Linked DNA regions of Macaca mulatta: region 1 is linked to region 2. A link is a contact called in public Hi-C data. All regions are on one chromosome and are shown on one strand. Each heading gives the region's core, a stretch centred on a gene start, on an enhancer-like site or on the middle of the called end of the contact. The rest is flanking DNA. Distances are from core to core; before and after follow the strand shown. Region 1 holds the start of BICD2 (BICD cargo adaptor 2). Region 2 holds the start of CENPP (centromere protein P).

Region 1 (6,638 bases), core at 1,233-3,732, 440 kb after region 2:
GGGTGAACTGGTACAAACTTTTTGGCAACATTTACTGAAACTGAAATGCTGATGTACATTCCTCTAGACTCTGCTAAAGACTTTGGGCAGAAACATTCTTATCCCACCTTACAAAGGAGAACTAGGCTCTGAACAGAGCAGTAATTTGTCCAAGGCCATGTGACCAGTACATGGGGAAGCCAGGTGGTGACAGAAAACAATAGGCAAGCAGATGCCTAAAGAGCACCCACAGAAACAGATACACTCTCTTCCCGATCCTGCTAGGGACTCACCCTCCAGATACATGCCACGAAAATGCCAAGATTCTTCACTGTGCCGAAACATTTGTGTCAGAATAGCAAAGAGCTGACAAACGAAGGGCATCAAAGTGGGGACAAGTTAGGTCAGCAACAATTCCTTCTCACAGAGGACACTGCCAAACCCAAGCTGTGGACAGAGACAGGGACCGTAGAGGCTGCCCAGGAGCGGCTCGCGATGCACTTGGTAGGAGGAAGAGGGCTGCTTCTCTGTGTGCAGAGGGGAAAGCGCTCGAACAGACAGTGCAGCCTGCTGGAGAGGGTGAGCCCCGCTACAGGAGACCAGAATCCGGCTGAGGCCACTCCCACTCCATATTCTCAGAGCCCCCGGCCTCCCTGTCACACGCCTCACCCTAAGATGAGGACTTTTGCAAGAGCCGCCGCATCTCACCCCTCTTGTAGCTCCAGCACCACTGCAGCATGGATTGCAGAAGGCGCCGATACCTGTTGACAGACAACAGACTGGAGTCCTGAGGGTCACGGGGAAGGACCCAGTTCCTGCTGGCCCAGGGTCAGCCACTGACTGGTACTAACTGAGCACCTGCTCTGCCCACACATTGACTTCAACACCTGCTTGGATTCAATCTGTCCTCTCCACAGAGGGGGGTCATACTGGTCTCCTCAGACAAGGGGGAGGCAAGGAAGGCTGCAAATGGTTTAGGCACCTGTCTGGGCTGACTCGGAGCAGAGGTGCCAGCTGATAAGCCTGGAAACCAAGAGCCAAGGGCTCACCAGGTCACAGTCAAGTGGGGGAAGGGAGCACACCACCAGGCTATACTCCTGACCCCACACCGGTCCTTTCCAAATACATGACACTCACAACAATCCTTTCTGGGTACGCAGTACTGCACTCCCATTTTGCAGAGGGGGGAAGCTAAGGCTCAGGGAGCGCCTCTACCCAAAGCCACATCACTAGCAAGGAGCAGAGCCTGGATCCAAACCCTGGTGTCTCCTCCCAGAAAGCAACTCCTGCCAACAACGCTATGGAGTCAGGGAAGGGGAGAAGAGAAGCTGGGGAAGGACTGCCCAGGTCTCCCGCTGCCCTGCCGCCTGAAGACCCTCGACCAGCCTGGCGGTCTAACCTCCCCTCCCCACAGTGGGAATGACACAGACCACTGAGGTCTCCGTCCAAGAGGAACACAGCCAGCCACAGCGAGGGGAAGGGCCTGAGATGGGGGGCTGGACAGGAAGTGGGCCAGGGAAGTCATGCTAGCTGGTGGGAGCGCAATCCCCGCAATGAGGACAGAGCGCTGGGCCTGGGGCAAGGGTACTGGGGAACCCATGCCAAGGGCAACCTCCACGTGCAACCCCGAGCCCCTACTCACTTAGGCCGCTGTCCACGACCTTTCCCCACCTCAGAGGCACTCATGAAACAAGCAGAAACGCTCCGAAAGTAGCTGCGCCCAGAGAGAGGAAGTGATTTGTCTGAAGGTGACAGAGCCGCAGCCACTCAGACCCAGGCCCATCATCGGCCTCTCCCAGCGGGTCACCAGCATCCGTGGCCTCAGCTCTCGGCTCAGCCACTGCCCTCCCAACCCCACCCCAAGCTCAGACACACCCGGAACAGCGACCACCGCAGAGCATCAGCCCTTACGAAGCCCCGCCCCGCCCGGGCCGCCCAGGTCCCCACAGAAGCAGGCGGGCAGCTGCAGGAGGCGACAGGGCGCCCGGACCCCTGCATTAGCGCCGTCTGCAACGGAAGCTGCACCGGCTCGCTAGCCAAGGCCGGGCCCACTCCCACATACTGCCCGGGTCCCCGACTCTGGGCCCGTGCCCCCTCCGCCCACCCCTGCCGGCCCCCGCTTGGCAAGCTGACCTTGGCCGCCCTGGTGCCAGGGACGACGCCCACAGGCCCCGGCGCCGGGCGGGGGTCGCGGGGCAGGGCGGCTCGGCTCACCTCCTTGAGCTGTTCCATCTCGCCGCGGATAGCCTCATAGTCCACCTCGAGTTCCTCGAACTGCAGCTTGAGCTGGTGCTTCTCCTCGAGCACCGCCAGCCCGTACTCGGCCGCCTGGATCTTCTCACGCGTGGTCTCGGCCAGCTCGTGGGACAGCCGCTTCACCTCGGCGCGCAACCACTCGGGCTGCGCCTCCATCACCAGCCGCGCGTACTCCTCCTCCTCCGACGGCGCCGACATGGTGGCCGAGGGCCGAGCCGGCTCCCACCGAGACTCTCGCAGGCCGGGCCCTCCTCAGCCGCCACCGCCGCCGCTGCTGCCGCCGCCCTGCCCCGACGGCCGCCCGCCCGCCCGCGCCGCCGCACGGCTCCTCCCCTCCGGCGCGCGGGGCCCGCTGGGGGCTGGAGTCCAGCCCGCGCTCCGACTACAAGATCCATCGTGCCCGGCGCCCGCCCGGCCCCCGCCTATGATTGGCCCATGACCTGTGAGGGGCGGGCCCTCGGGCGCAGCCACTGACGCCGATGTCGCCCAGGGGACTGTGGGGACAGTAGTCCCGCTCGCGCACCGACTACAAGGCCCGTCCAGCCCCGCGCCCACCCGTCCCCGGCCATGATTGGCCCGCGCCGTCAGCGTCAGAGCCGGATGCACCGGCGCCTTGCAGTCCCCTGGACGGCGGTCGAGTGGGCGCGGCCCCGCGGCCTTCCCAGCACTCAGAGCCGGGGACACTGCTCAGCCGCCGCGCCTCGCGCTCCCCTGTGCCTCTGGCAGCCGGCGGCCACGCGGGGTGGCAAGACGGCTGCCGGGAGCGCCCCAGGGGAGGCGGGTGCGGGCGGCGGGACTGGGCTCCCGACCCTGGGGCGTACAATGCGGACAGAGCCCAGGCGGCCGCGAGCGAGAAGCGCATCCGAGAGCGCGGGTGAACGGCTGCTGCTGGAAACCTGGGGACGGTGTGACGCATGCTCTGTGCAGACGTCTGGGGGCGGGAGGAGGACGGGCCAGCAGGGGGCGCCCAGGGGCCAGCGGGAACCTCAGCGCTGCCCCTCAGTCCTTCAAGGTCTATTTCTTGGAAATAAAGACATTTCCATTAATACAGGGTCATAAACGTGGTAAATACAATTGTTGTCTCCGCATCTATTTTTAGGCCTGACTTAAGTTGTTTGAAAGCCAGTCGTACCCTTCGCCTTGGCGTAGGTAACACTTCTCCTCCGTATGTGGTGATGTGTGAGATAGCCCGTTTATTCCTTATCTCATTGACCTATAGCGCAACACACCCCACAGCTGCTGACCGCCATAGCACCTAATGGCCAGTATCGGGGTACTGCAAATGAGTTCACCCTTCCCTCGTGTTTTCTTTAACCAGTTCACAGCCCCCAAGGGAAATCCTAAAGGATGATTCCCAAGGACCCTAGCACAGGCATAGTCCCTTCCTTCCCACCGTCTCTCACTGCCCCTCCCCACCTGCTTGTCCGCCTCCCTTAGGCGTCCCTAACCTCTCCGGGACCTAACAATAATAAATTTCCTCTGTTTTGTGCCTTTTCATTTAACTTCCTCATTGTAGCTCACCAGGCCCCCACACCCATTCGGTTCTCCTAGAGAGTGGCTATCTTGGCTTATGGTCACTCTCAAGACCAAATTAGAAGCCATAACAGCAGAAATCACAGCACACAGGGTCCTGACACTATCTAATGCACAGTCCACACTCTAATGGCACGAGGACCCAACACCATACCGGAGAGTTTCAGTATTATTTTTCTGGGCCAGGATCCAGTTGCATTCAGTCGTCAGGTTTCCTGAGTCTCCTTTGATTGACCTTTCTGCGGCGTGCAGTGCACACCGGTATATGCTCATGGGGAGATGAGGTGATGCGTTTCTGGCAGGACTCTCACTGAGGTGTTGCTGAGTTTTCAGAGCACCAGCTGGGAGACGCATAATGTCGATTTGCATCTCTCTGATCGATGCTGGGATTTTCTTTGGTAATTAGTGTCATGAGTGAAGACTTTGCAACCATAGATATAGCCTATCACTCCTCAAACCTTGACCCACTAATTTTGGCATTCAAGACTACTTCTTGCCTGAAATAATTATTACCATACTGGCTGTTTTGTTGTTGTTGTTGTTGTTGTTGTTGTTGTTTTGAGAGAGAGTCTGGCTCTGTCCCCAGGCTGGAGTGCATTGGCGCAATATCGGCTCACTGCAACCTCTGCCTCCCGGATTCAAGTGATTCTCCTGCCTCAACCTCCCAAGTAGCTGGAACTACAGGTGCATGCCACTATGCCCAGCTAATTTTTGTAATTTTTTTTTTTTTTAGTAGAGACAGGGTTTCACCATGTTGGCCAGGATGGTCTGGATCTCTTGACCTCGTAATCTGCCTGCCTGGGCCTCACAAAGTGTTGGAATGACAGGCGTGAGCCACCATGCCCGGCCATACTGGCTGCTTTTCTGTTTCCATCAGTCCTTCTCCATTTATGAGTTGCCTTTGTACTGAGGCAGCTATACCTTCTCATTTATTCCCTTCTCTCTCATTCATTAGCAGTGTGGATCCATGAATTCTTGTTTTACTCCGTGGGTTACAATCCATTACTTTCCTTACTTGCTTTGATGCTCAAATGGTAGCAGATTTGGCCTGTGGGAGCTCTCCAAGCTGGCTCCATGTCTTCAAAACATCGTAATTTGTTATTATTGTTATTACTTCCTTGATATCTGATGCCAGTTGTTCCAAGATCATCTTGTGCTCTCCATGTCCCAGACCTGAAATCAATTATTTCCTCAAGGAGCCCTGATTCTTTTTAGTGTTTTGTTTGTCTGAGGAGAATGTGTCATAGTTTGACTTGTGAAATTAACTAATCAGTTGTAGTAGGAATAGGATGACCAAGCGGCCTGGCTTGCCTCGGACTGTCTTGGGCTGGGCAAATTGTTAATGAGTGGGACAGCTCCTAGTGTAAAGAAGGAACAAGCCTTGTTTGAGTGTGTACTTAACAAGGGAGGGACTGATGCCCCACAGTGACTTGCCCAAGGTCACACAGCCTCAGGGCAACACCTGCACCTGATCCAGCCTGATCTGACTCCAACCGCCCCAGCCCCACCCACACCTTCCCATGGGGCAGGTCTGAGGAGGGATGGAGAAGGACCGTGGGGGTCCCACGCAGAGAGTGACCATGGCGCTTTGAACTTGGAGACAGGTAGTGGTGGTGGAAGGGAGGCCAGGGAAGGCTTCAGGAACATTCTGTTACAGGTAGGGGCTCTCCTAGGTGCTGGGGGCAGAGGGTCTGTCACTACCCTTGTGGGCTTCCTTCTGGCCGGAGGGAGAGCTCTGGGTGGGAGTTGCAGTGTGTGACGGGGTGGAGTGGATCAGGACAGCCTTCCCTGAGAAGACACCTGAGGGAGGCGCAGAGGATGCACAGGAATTGGCCAGCCCAAGGCTGCAGGAATAGGGGGCTGGCAAGCATAAGAGAAGCAGGGTGGTCCCGGCAGCAGATAACGCGCCACCTCTTACTGAGCTCTGCCTGTGTCCCCAACATTACCAGGTATGTGACATACATCTTCTCATTCAATCTTCACAATACCCTGAGGGGTAGAAATGATGCCACCTTCTTTTCCTCAAGTCTATCTGTCTCTGGCCAGACTCTTCTCCAAAGTTACACCATCAAGCTGTCACTCTGAAGTCAAGCCGCTTCTCTCCAACATCCAGCCATAGTCCCCGACATCCAGCCATAGTCCCCGACATCCAGCCATAGTCCCTGACATCCAGCCATTCTCTCCAACATCCAGCCATAGTCCCCAACATCCAGCCATAGTCCCCGACATCCAGCCATAGTCCCCGACATCCAACCATAGTCCCTGACATCCAGCCATTCTCTCCGACATCCAGCCATAGTCCCCAACATCCAGCCATAGTCCCCGACATCCAGCCATAGTCCCCGACATCCAGCCATAGTCCCTGACATCCAGCCATTCTCTCCAACATCCAGCCATAGTCCCCGACATCCAGCCATAGTCCCTGACATCCAGCCATAGTCCCCGACATCCAGCCATAGTCCCTGACATCCAGCCATTCTCTCCAACATCCAGCCATAGTCCCCAACATCCAGCCATAGTCCCCAACATCCAGCCATAGTCCCCGACATCCAGCCATAGTCCCTGACATCCAGCCATTCTCTCCAACATCCAGCCATAGTCCCCGACATCCAGCCATAGTCCCCGACATCCAGCCATAGTCCCTGACATCCAGCCATAGTCCCCGACATCCAGCCATAGTCCCTGACATCCAGCCATTCTCTCCAACATCCAGCCATAGTCCCCAACATCCAGCCATAGTCCCCAACATCCAGCCATAGTCCCCGACATCCAGCCATAGTCCCTGACATCCAGCCATTCTCTCCAACATCCAGCCATAGTCCCCGACATCCAGCCATAGTCCCTGACATCCAGCCATTCTCTCCAACATC
Region 2 (6,211 bases), core at 2,142-4,641:
TGGGGTTTCACCATGTTGGCCAGGCTGGTCTCAAACTCCTGACCTCAAATGATCCACCTGCCTTAGCCTCCTAAAGTGTTGCAAATGTATCATTTAATTTAATTATCACAGAAATATTATGAGGCAAGCACTATCTTCTGTCATTCATCACATAAGCAAACTGGGGCTGAGAAGTTTAAATAACTGCCACAGGTCACAAAGCCTAGTTATGTATTCTTAACCACAACTTCACATTTGTCACATATATTCCTCACTGAAAAATAGAATAAAGCAATCTTTTTGCAAATGAAATTACGAAAGACTGATTGCCCTCTTCCTCTATTAGCATGTTCCCTTTACTTACTTTCTGTGTCTTTTTTCACTTTTTGGCCTCCAAATAACTAGAATATGCTACTGTGTCAGTGGCAGTATGGATTATCTCCCGTTCTTCATTGAAGGCCACTGTTTTCCCTTGACTTTACTAAACTTACCAACAAGAGATTTCACAATTTCAAGGATATGGTCTTACAAGGGTGTATTGTAAAGCTCCCTCCTTAAGAGTGTTTAGTGACAAGGATTAGCTCCAAAAGAAATGATCAGACTGAAGGGGAATGTGGCATGATATTCAGTGGGATATATGTAACAGGCAGTTTCTATGAAAGTTTGATTCCTTGTCCAAAATATTTGAGAATAGCAGTTTTAAGTAAACTTACTAGCAAGTGCTACCATGTCCGCTGATGCCAAATGCAATGGACCTAAACCTGCTGAGTCAAACGATACTGGAATTCTCTTGATCAACTGCTGTCCCTCTAGATAACGTAAAAACGGCTGTGGAGGTTTAGGCTTAGAACCAAAGGTATTCCAAGTTACAGAGTGATACAAACTGGCAAATAGTATAGAAAATTTATGATGATCTTACATTTTTTCAGGTCTGCTTCTGCTACACTGATGTTGATATATGCAAAGACTTTCTGTGGGTTTCCTAAAAAAAAAAAAAACCAAAAACCAAAACACAATTTATTTAAATTTTTATCCAGAGAGCAATGTAAAAATGGTTGTTTCTAAATTAAAAAAAAAAGTTAGTTCTTGAAAACTTATTCTTTCAAGCATAAACCTGGTTTTTTATTTATTGGCCATAAAAATAAGCATGATTATCAAAATATTCCAAAAAATAAGAAGAAAATGTACAGTAGTCAGTTAAGGAAACATTTTGATTGTATGCTAGTGATAGTCTACTTAATGGGACACTTAATCAATGTTAGAAAATTCTAGCTCTCAAAACTGGAAGTTAATATGTTTCTGAAATCAGATGTTTAGAATTTAGAATTTTTTCTTATTTCAGAAATGAATTCTGGTCAAGTTCCACATCACACATTGTATCTCCAAAACATCACTGAAAACTTTTGGTGTTCAGAGCTAACATTTATCTTGGGGTCGTTTTATTTTCTAGTACTTAACCTGAGTTATGTCTGCCTATAACTACCCAGTGAAGGACCATAAATTTACCTTGGTCATCTTTCCGTGTGATGATCTCCACATCCGAAACTTCTCCAAATCTGCTGAACTGATTTTGTAGGTCTGCCTCAGAAATGTTCTGGCTAAGGCCACCCACATAAAGGCGCTTCGTCTCTCTGTTCACTTTCATGAAGGCTGGTCATATACTTGGTGTGTTCTAGTGGGAAAAGTAATTTTCTGTATACAGAGAAGAGTCCTTTCCCTTAGTTCTTCTAAAATCTAACAAAACAACTACTTCCTCTGAACCGTCTGTATCAAATCCGTCTCCTGGATCTGTATTTCACTTCCGATTGTATTGCTTCCAAATTTTAGTCTTGGAGGTTTTGCCGAAGCCCTACATCCACATTTTTCATGAATGTACTTTGGAACAGCAACCCTATACCTATATAGATACAGGTCCAGAGGTTTTTTTCCTCCAAATGGCCATAATATTACTCTATCCCTCTTAATGTTACGTATTCACGTTTTTAGATGTTTTTCCTTGATTCATTCATACATTCATTTACTGTCTGTAACAAAGGCTGATAGAAACAGGATGTAGCAGGTAATGCACTAAAAGATAAAAAGAGCTAGTCTATCTCTTCCTAATAGTCTTCGCCCCCAACCTACTCACTCCAGCCTTCTTTCTCCGGGAAGACCCAAAGAAGTGAATACAGAGGCTAGGAGCTCCTGGAGCTCCTCATAGTCACAAAAGAATTAAACAAATGGCACAATATTATGTCACAATAAAAGTGCTGCAAAGTGGGGTTCAGTCACAAAGATCAAGTGATATAGCGAATACAGACTTGTGTTTTTGCTACGTGCCTGCATTGTACAAAGTAGTTTGCACGTTTCCCACTTTTCAGAAGAACAGAAGAGGTTAAGTCACTTTCCCAATGCCATACCGAAAATTAGTGAATCCAGGATTATAATGCAGGTCTAACTTCAGAACTTGGAATTCTTAACACTATACTATGAAGGTTGCTGGATCACAGGAGACTCAGGAAAACTTTTCCAGAGGTACTAGGGCCCATCATATCTCTCATTTCGTTTAGCACCCGGCAGGCGCTCAGCTCTCGCCCTGCCCTTCCCCAACAGCTGAGACTCTTTCCAAACCAGACTCCCAACCAGCGTCCCCACATGGCACATATTCTGGGCAGAGCTCCGGCCTACCTCTTCCTGACAGTCTCCGCCCCCAGCCTACCCACCGCAGCCTTCTTTCTCCGAGAATTCCCAGAGAAGTGAAGAGAGAGGCTAGGAAACGGCCCTGTGACTTCTCATGCTTGAAACCCACTCCTCACCACGTCGTTCACCTAACGCCAGCGCCGCTGCAGCCCCTAACTTCTGGTCACATGTCCCAACGGACCATCCTCTCTTCCTTCCTACTCGATTTCCAACCCAGCCTCCTAAGGTTCCGTTACCACAATTCAGTTCCCAAGAGCTTTTAATTTCCTTTCCCGTCCTCCCACCTTCCCTGACGCCTCCGTCACCTCCCCCTCAACGACCGCAAAAAAGCCCAAACCAAAATCCCCTAGTTTCTATTGAACACTATCGCTGTGTGTACCAATTCCTGGACTAGGTCGGCCTAAGTGAGGAAGTAGGGGGAAAAAAAATAAAGAGGCACTCCCCTCCACGTGATCCCAGCCCTGCCTCTTCAGTGACGCACGCGGCCGGGCGGCTCCAAGGCTGCCGGCTGGGGTGAGCAGCGGAGCACTTGGGCTTGGAGTAGCAAAGAACACGCTCTCCCGAGAAAGTATAGGCACTGATTAGACAGCCAGGGAAACGTGTGTAGGGAAGTCGAGGACCCAGGCTCTGGGGCGAGCGTGTAGTTGGACGGACAGGGCCGCAGGGGTCACGCGGGGCTCTCCCGCCTCCCCTCCGCGTGAGCTCCGGGATGGTCCGCGCCGGGAGCGCGCGCGAGGCTTGAAGCGCCGGTGAAGCGCTCAGGTCGGAGTGACAGCGGCGCTGCCTGTCAGGCTCGGGTGAGCAACGCGCCATGGACGCAGAGCTGGCAGAGGAGCGCGTCTTGCAAGCTGAGATCGCGGCGGTGCGGCGAGCGTGTGAGAACCCACCGGCGCCCTGGGAAGAGAAGTCCAGAGTCCAGTACGTGACCCCCCAAGTTCCCCAGGCTCCGCTGACCGGCGTTCCCGGGCCAGGCGGGTGAATCTCGGCCTCCTACTCCCAGCCCCAAAATGTGGGCATGAACTGGTGTTGATCCTTTCATGACAATGGCCTAGAGTTGGGAGCAGCGCGTACGGCGCCCTGCTGTAAACGCCTTGCAGATTATTAGCTCGTTTAATCGCAGTCGTCTGTGTGGATGACTGACAAGGAGAAAGTCTTGACTATGTCCCTAGCTAGATAGTTCCGCCTCCAGTAAGCAGAGGTATCTCTAGTGGGGATTTAGTAACTCCGTTTGATTTCATGGCATTTGTTTTTAATGGGTCAGCTAACCATGGCAAGTGATACTGACTTTTTGTTTACGATGACATAAAAATTCCTTTGAAAAATAACTTCGGTAAAAAAGTAAGTTGATATCAAGAAGAGTGGTTAATATAGCCTGTAGGAGAATTTGACATTCCTCTAAGGTAGGTGCTACTGTTGGCCCTGTTTCATAGTTGAAGATACTGAGGCTCAGAGGGGTTAGGTAGCTCGTCCAAGGTTCCAGAGAAAGGAATTGTCAGAGATGGATTAGGAACCCAAAAATTTAACCCCAAAGTCTGGGCACTTCTGCTTTGTTGAAGGAGAGGGAGAGAAAAGCTCTGCAGCCGTAATTATGTATCATCATCTCAAACATGGAAGCCTCGCGAAAACAAACTATCTTCAATTTTTGAGTCAAGACTAATTTGACACAGGTGCAGAGAGAGTGAGATTTATTTATTTATTTATTTATTTATTTTTCCTGAGCTAACTGGAGAAGAATTGGTAGAAAATGGGAAGGAGATCTACAGAAAATGTCTGCGTGCGGTCGTGAAAGTAGAGGAAGCTGTGACTGGTAAAAGGGAGAGGAAACAGGTGTGCCCCTCCTCGAGTGAGAGTCATTGTATTAAAGACCGTTGCTACTTGAGGTGTGCTCCGCAGATGGGATGCTTTAGCATCACCTGGCGGTTTGTTAGAGCGACAGCCTGACCAACTGAATCAGAATCTGCATTTAAAAAAAGATCCCCTGCCCTAACAGATGATTTGTGTGCACACTTTGAAGTTTAAAAACTGGGGAAAAGTGTTTTCTTTACTAGCCACAAGATTTCATTAGTCCACATGGTAAAGTAGTGTCAACTGAAAAATCATGAGATCTGCAAATTTTGAGAGACTGTTTCTTTTTTTTTTTTTTTTTTTTTTTTTGTTGAGACAGAGTCTCGCTTTGTCGCCCAGACTGGAGTGCAGTGGCCGGATCTCAGCTCACTGCAAGCTCCGCCTCCCGGGTTCACGCCATTCTCCTGCCTCAGCCTCCCGAGTAGCTGGGACTACAGACGCCTGCCACCTCGCCCGGCTAGGTTTTTGTATTTTTTAGTAGAGACGGGGTTTCACCGTGTTAGCCAGGATGGTCTCGATCTCCTGACCTTGTGATCCGCCCGTCTCGGCCTCCCAAAGTGCTGGGATTACAGGCTTGAGCCACCGCGCCCGGCCCTAGACTGTTTCTTAAAAAGGGTTGCAGCCTGCAAAGTGGCCATCCTGACAGGCTGGGAAGCATAGTCTCAGGCAAAGCAGAAAGGCCCGCACTTTGGAAGAGGAGGGGTTGGGGCAGGGATTTATGATGGATGAGTGGGCTATGTATACACATTACAACAGGTTATAGGAGGGGCTATGAATATTCACAAAGGGAGATGTGCTCACGTGTACTGAATAAACATGCATATTACATACATTCCATGTTCATTTTGGGGAACTGACTTAACATTTAAATGCATTACAATTAGGCCCTGTATGTCAAAAGTTGAAGGAGGGAAGCAAAGGTACTTAAGTACACAGGCTTTGTAAACCTGTTAGAACAAGTCCATGGTTGGTGATCTTATCAAAAGAAAAATTTTTGAAATCATTCTCTTGTCCTATCAAAGCCTGTGGAACAGGGGAATCAGTTAGCATCTGGTGGTGGATGAACTGCAATTATTTCAATATTGCTTATCTGGAGGCCAGTGCTTGTTTAGCCACTAGAGAAAAAAAAAACATTGTGGCAGTTAGAACATAGTTCATTTTTTTCGGAGACAGAATTTCGCTCTTTTTGCCCAGGCTGGAGTGCAATGGCGCGATCTTGGCTCACCGCAACCTCCACCTCCCGGTTTCAAGCGATTCTCCTGCCTCAGCCTCCCGAGTAGCTGGGATTACAGGCATGCGCCACCACCCCGGCTAATTTTGTGTTTTTAGTAGACGTGGGGTTTCTCCATGTTGGTCAGGCTGGTCTTGAACTCCCGACCTCAGGTGATCCACCTGCCTCAGCCTCCCAAAGTGATAGTTCATTCTTTTAAGTGTAGGGGGTATGTGACTTAATCCTTGCCTGGCATGGCCTTAGGTCTTGTTTATAATTTGGTATCTTATTGCCACAGAGTCTGTTCTGCAACTCTTACGATCTCTGTTTTAACATTAATGCTGGTCAGTTGTGTCTGTATCCCAAATAGGAAGGGCTATAATGAGGTGTGTCTGACCTCCCGTCCTGTCATGGTTAAGAGCTGAGTTTTTAAGGTTTCTTTGGGGTCCCCTTGACCAAGAGGGAGTCGGTTTGGGTGATTGTGGGGGTGGGGTAGGA

The links. Hi-C and Micro-C count contacts between places; a contact is called where the count stands out from the background.
Region 1: a contact with region 2 is called in a Hi-C map of fetal cortical plate, with 2.6 times the contacts expected there. The contact joins the promoter of BICD2 here to the promoter of CENPP in region 2. A contact is called at or near these places in 2 of 14 Hi-C or Micro-C datasets (fetal cortex germinal zone and fetal cortical plate).

The regions. Positions count from the first base shown.
Region 1 is chr15:123,477,652-123,484,289 of T2T-MMU8v2.0, forward strand. It overlaps BICD2 (BICD cargo adaptor 2), which reads right to left and starts at 2,483. Exons shown (of 7, transcript NM_001257956.1): 1 at 2,194-2,483. The coding sequence starts at 2,433. The region is part of intron 1 of SUSD3 (sushi domain containing 3); the gene reads left to right.
Region 2 is chr15:123,039,984-123,046,194 of T2T-MMU8v2.0, forward strand. It overlaps CENPP (centromere protein P), which reads left to right and starts at 3,392. Exons shown (of 8, transcript NM_001194801.2): 1 at 3,392-3,576. The coding sequence starts at 3,470. NOL8 (nucleolar protein 8) reads right to left here and starts at 2,819. Exons shown (of 17, transcript XM_077966334.1): 1 at 2,775-2,819; 2 at 1,486-1,671; 3 at 899-961. The coding sequence starts at 1,624.